2 separate regions of the Mus musculus genome follow, and region 1 is linked to region 2. A link is a contact called in public HiChIP or PLAC-seq data. All regions are on one chromosome and are shown on one strand. Each heading gives the region's core, a stretch centred on a gene start, on an enhancer-like site or on the middle of the called end of the contact. The rest is flanking DNA. Distances are from core to core; before and after follow the strand shown.

Region 1 (2,738 bases), core at 4-2,503, 610 kb before region 2:
TCTTTTCCATTGTACAGGGGAGGGACCCAACGGGAGCCATGTGACTTGCATTGGTGAGGTTCCACTCTCAGCTAGGTAGCCCTGCCTCAGGGGGACCCTCAGAGTCAGGAGTGTACCCCGATGGACAGAAACCCCAGTCCTTCAGTAGTTAGACAAAAACTGCAGAGCCACAGCCAGGCCCAATCAGGCCCTGACGGTAAAGGGTGCAGTCTGCTAAGGTATTTGGGATCCATAATTGGCAGAGATTACATGCCATACAGAATAAGCCCGAGCTGGCCATGCAAGACCAGGGTGAGCCAAGCGAGAGGCTGGAGCAGAGGGAAGCCCCTTGCCAGTGAGCTTAGAGATACCTCCAAGCTGAGCTGTGAAGAATGAGGAAGGGGCCAGAGGACAAACCAGGAGGGGAGGAGCAGGAAGTGAGGCCCTACTGGAGACCTCTGTGTTAGGAGCTCAGGTCTTACACCTAGCTCCAGCTAGCCCTGCACCCCCACCCCACCGTGTTTTACAACAGGCTGTTTTACACCTAAATACATATGGAATAAAGAACTTGCTTGCTTTCACAAAAAAGCATTAGCACGGGAACACACAGAAATAGGTGTCTTCCCTGTGCATTTAAAAGAACTGGGAAATCAGCTTGGCATGGTGGCGCCCGCTTTTAATCCCAGCATTGGAGAACCAGAGGCAGGTCGATCTCTGAGCTCCAGGCCAGCCAGGGCCTAGTCTCAAAAGGTTGAAAGGAGAGACTGTTTGCAGAGCCCTCTCCTCAGGACCCGCCCCAGGGCCCAGGATGCTTTGGGAACACAGCAGACCCTCTGGCTTGAACAGTGTGAGCCTCAGACCCTGTCCCATAGCCCACTAACCCCTCCTCTCTTCCAGGAGCTCCCCTGGCTCCCAGCGCTCCAGGCCCCTCCCCCGAGGTGGAGGAGGACTCCGGAGAAGCCTTTGAGTTTGATGACAGTGATGAGGAGGAGGACACCAGCTCTGGCCTGGTTGTCCCTGGCCTCGCCCCTGAGAGGGACACAGAGCCCTCGCTGATCTGCTTTGACACTGTCCCGGGCTCAGGTAAGCTGTCTCTGGGAGTCTCCACCAGGCAAGTGGGGTTTGCAGGCAAATCCCGGAGAACTGGTGGGGAATCTCAGGCTCCTAGGGTCTCCAGTAGGCAGGAAAGGGAGCCACTGGGAAGAGACTATATCCTGCTTCTCTTGGGAAAGGAATTCCTAGCATTCCTGCAACATCTGGCTTGCACTCTGTCCGGGCCTAAATGGAATCGCTTGGCTGGAGTTTCTGCTAGGGCCCTCAGCTCTTGTAACCTTCCAGCCATGGCTCCAAAGAACCCATCTGTCTGCTTGGCGAGCCAGCACCCCAGGGGTGGGAGGGTCCAGTCATGTTGTCAGTAAATGCCAGCTGCTGGGCTCTCAGATCTGTCATCTTACCAGGGACTGGATCAGCAGGAACCTCCTGCAGATAGCAACCCTTCCAAGAGCTGGGGTTGGTGGAAGCCTGGTAGACAGGGTGCTAGTTCTGACTGAGGTTGGGCCATGGGGGCGGTGTGGGGCAGGCAGGACAGGTAGGGAACTTACTCACTAGAGAGGGGCCAAGGAAAGGCAAGGGATTCTATAGGCACCCTGGTTCCTTCGAGGGGCGGGGAACAGGGGGTGGGAATAGGCTCAGTTCCTGGGGCCAACCTCTGTCTCACAAGCTCTCTCTCTTTGCTCTTCCCACAGACCTGGACCCAGCAGCTGCACCACCCCAGACAGAGTAAGTGAGCTTTGTCCACTGGGAAAAGAGTAGAGCCCAACAGGGGCGTGGGACAGGGTAGGACAGTGACTAGAGAATACTGTTGTTTGTTAAGACCCTTTGCCTGGACGAGGTTGGCCCTGAGGCTCGCTGTGGTGGCCTCTTTTTCTCTTTTGCCTGGGAGCATTGCATTGCATTGCCTGGTCCCAGACCCACATTCAGGCCTCTCCCTACCCATGTGGCCTCAGTGGACTCACAGACTCTCCCAGATTTCCTGTGTTCTGACTTGAAACGGAAGGGAGAGGAGACTCGCTTCCCTGGAGTTATCCCTGGGAACTAAGATGCTGTGGGATTGCTTCTGCTGATACCAGTCCTTCTCTTTCAAATTTTTAAATTACAAAATTTTATATTTATTGTGTGTGTGAGCATGCACGTGTGTGTGTGTGTGTGTGTGTGTGTGTGTGTGTGTGTGTTTGAGTGTTCGAGTGCATGTGTGCACATGCCATGGTTTGTGCGTCGAGGTCAAAGGATAGCTAGCAGGAGCCAGTTCTCTCCTTCCATCGTGTAGGTCCTGGGGGATTCATTGAACTTGGCAACAAAGACCTTCACCGGCTGAGCCATCTTGCTGGCTAGTCTATTTTATTTTATTTTGGTGGGAGGGGCAGACAAGTTCTCACCTAGCCCAGGGCGGCTTTGAACTCACCATGCAGCAGACGATGACCATGACGCTCTTGCCTCTACTTCTGAGATTAGAGACACGTGCCAACATGCTACCATGCCTGGTTCTGGGGAATAAAACCGGGGTTTGGGGATGCCAGGCCAACATTCTGCTGGGTTACATCCTTAGCCCCCATTTTAAAAGAATTCTTCTTTTGTTTCTTTTTTTCTTTGGTTGAGACAGTGTCTTGTTTCCATGTACTAATGGCAATCCTCCTGCCTCAGCTTCCCAATGCTAGCATTACAGGTGTGAGCTACCAGACCTGGCTCTGTTCTCACTTTGT
Region 2 (2,700 bases), core at 69-2,568:
CACATTACCAGTCAGCTGTGTCAGGCCAAGGAGGAGGGTAGGGCTGGACCACGATCTGGGGAAGGGGTCATGGGACATGAGGGGTGACCCTGGTGACAGTCCCTGTCATTTGGACCAAAGGCACAAGGTGGTGCTGAGAGCTGGTTGACCAGTTCTCTCGTGCATTTTTACTTGAACCAGCATTGCACCGGGCTGTGGCTCAGTTGGTAGAGTGCCCACCTAACATGCACAAAGTCCTGGGTTCAATCCCTGACACAGCATAAACCAGGGATGGGGTACAGGCCTGTCAGTCTAGCTCTAGGGAGGTGGAGGCAAGGGGATCAGGGGTTCAAGATCATTTACACATCCTGGGCTACATCGGCAATGGCAATACCCCCCCCCCCATCTACCCTGTCCTGATTGAAAGTGCTGAAGGCAGAGACAAGAGTAATTGTCTGCCCAGATCCTGTGGGCCCAGACTCAACAAGCCCTCATGTGTGAGGATCTAACTTGGTATGAGTTCCTCGGTAAGGCTGAGATTAAGACCCAGGCCTGCCTGATGCCAGTGACTGTGCCTTTGAGCTAAAGAACACCGATAAGCTACAGGGTCCCTGGTACTATTGCACGTGTCTAAGTAACAACAGATCCAAGTGCTCATTAAGCACTTATTACCTGCCAGGCCCCAGGCGAGGGATAAGACAGAGCTGGTGCTCTTTAGAAGGCCAGCATCTAAGACAAGGGGACAGGAACCTTTCGTGGATGAGGAAGCTGAGGGAGAGCGAACACCTCGCAGAAGCCAACGTCCTGAGGAACAGGGGTTCAGAGGTCTGTCTCACAGGATAGGTGACTCCGGTGAGGAACCCGTTCATCAGCCGCCACCCCCACATGCCACCCTAAAGCCTGGACGGTGTCCACGCCACCGGCTTGCTCAGCCTCAGTGGGCACTACAGTCCGAGGTAGAACGAGAAACCATCAAGCTCGGAGCACGTGCAGGCCCTGCTCAGAGCTCCGGCTGCCCATTTCTTCAAATCTTGTCACCATCCTCATTACTGTGGAGGCTGCGGGGACTTTGGGGCCAATCCTACTTCTGCCAGTTCTGAGTTAATCCTGGCATGGACAGGGGCCGGTCGCTTCTCTAGAGTGAGCAGCCTGTCCGGGACAGGAGATAGGAGGAAGGAGTGCCTGATCTCAGCCTCTGTAACAGAGCTAAGACGGTGCTGCGCCTACCCCCAGTGCTCCAGGGGGTTCATCTAAACGTGATTAAACAACCATTAGGGCTCTGCGGTTGGGAAATGCAGATTTACAGACTTGCAGACCTCCATTTAAATGCAAATGTCGCTGGTTGGCTGGAACTCGATGCTTCTCTCTGCATTAAAGGCGTCACCTTCCTTTGCCCCTGTATTGCTTCTGAGAGGCTCAATCACCTTGAGCCCGAATGAATCCCAGAAGACCAGGACCCCACCACCCATCCCGTCCTCCACCAGAGCCAGGTACAGGCAGGGTCAGGACCTCAAATGGAGGCTCTGTCTCTCCTTGTCCATTCACGCCCTGCCTGACTGGCTCCCCGGGCAGGGGTTACCCTCTGGCACATAGCAGCAGGTCCCTCAAGGGACTTCCATGAGTTGTCGCCCAGAAAATAGTCACTAATCAAAGCAGAGAACCCCTACCAAAGGCGGGCAAAGAACACAGTGGCCTTGTTGACCACACGAAGAATGCTCTCCTCCTTCCTAGACTTTACAAGACAGAATTTGGAGTCATCCCACACATTCAATTTTTTTTTAATTCAGTGCTAGGACTCCAGAGGAAAGCCGAGGCTCCACACTCACTAGGTGGGCGCCCCACCACTGAGCTCCGGGGCCCCACACTCACTAGGCGATGCCCCACCACTGAGCTCTGTGGACCCACACTCAGTGGGTGGGCGCCCCACCACTGAGCTGCATGCCCACCTTTGAAAGAGAATGTGAGAACAGGAAGGTGAAGAACCATCAGAATCCACTCAGGCGGATCAAAGCCTGGGTCAGGACTTGAACCCAAGTCTGCCTGGTTACCCAAACCACTCAGTTCCCTTTCTGGGCTCTACTCCTAGGCTCCTGTGTGGCCTTTGTGAACAACTTGCCCTCTCTGGGCCTCTGCTGTCGGATCTAAAAATGGAGAAAATAGAAAAAGCAAACAGAACAGGTTCCAGGAAGTAGGTAGGACAGCCTGAGGAGGGGACACCACACTACAAAGTCCTTCATAGCCGAGCCTGCAAGTGGAGACTGTTTATGGCTGTGTACTGGCTGTGTGAGGTAAGGGAGGCAGCAGGGGGTACCACCGACCATGACCAGGAGAGTGACTGTGACTAAGTACCTGCACCCGAGTACCTGGGTGCTGTGCTTAGTCACTCCACATACTCTCAGTTCCTCCTCTGGGCATCCTTGCCAAGTTGGCTTTTAGAATTACTACATGTGTTCCATGAGGCAATCACGAAGGAGGAGCGAGTCAGGCCAAAGGTCACATATGGCCACCGCTGTCCCTGAGGAAGCATACCCAAGGCTGCATGCAGACTGTGGCCAGGCTCCTCACACCCCAGTCCCCAGCCTGTTGCTTTCTCTGACCCTGACCTTTCCATCTGGGTGACCAGATGAACCATGACTTGGGGTTCTCAGAGCATTTCCCATGTGCCCAAGGCTGGCCCAGGCATTAGACAGAGGTAGGACAGTGTTAGCCAAGGCTATGCCC

The links. HiChIP or PLAC-seq counts read pairs in DNA pulled down with a chosen protein or histone mark.
Region 1: an H3K27ac HiChIP or PLAC-seq map of embryonic stem cells shows a contact between it and region 2, with 2.9 times the contacts expected there. The contact joins two enhancer-like sites. A contact is called at or near these places in 1 of 115 datasets of contacts at active chromatin or transcription factors (embryonic stem cells) and 1 of 9 other capture datasets (embryonic stem cells).

What each region holds. Positions count from the first base shown.
Region 1 is chr4:140,609,551-140,612,288 of GRCm38.p6, reverse strand. Arhgef10l (Rho guanine nucleotide exchange factor (GEF) 10-like) reads left to right here. Exons shown (of 29, transcript NM_001290803.1): 3 at 877-1,062; 4 at 1,725-1,758. Among named protein-coding and RNA genes, the nearest start is that of Gm42335, 5.8 kb to the right of the region's middle. Within about 2 kb of position 1,253, at least 80 of the 459 cell types and tissues checked have an H3K27ac peak or open chromatin away from gene starts, as enhancers often do. A contact at or near this core is called in embryonic stem cells, where this site is marked.
Region 2 is chr4:140,000,864-140,003,563 of GRCm38.p6, reverse strand. No RefSeq gene overlaps it. Among named protein-coding and RNA genes, the nearest start is that of Klhdc7a, 34 kb to the right of the region's middle. Within about 2 kb of position 1,318, at least 15 of the 459 cell types and tissues checked have an H3K27ac peak or open chromatin away from gene starts, as enhancers often do. A contact at or near this core is called in embryonic stem cells, where this site is marked.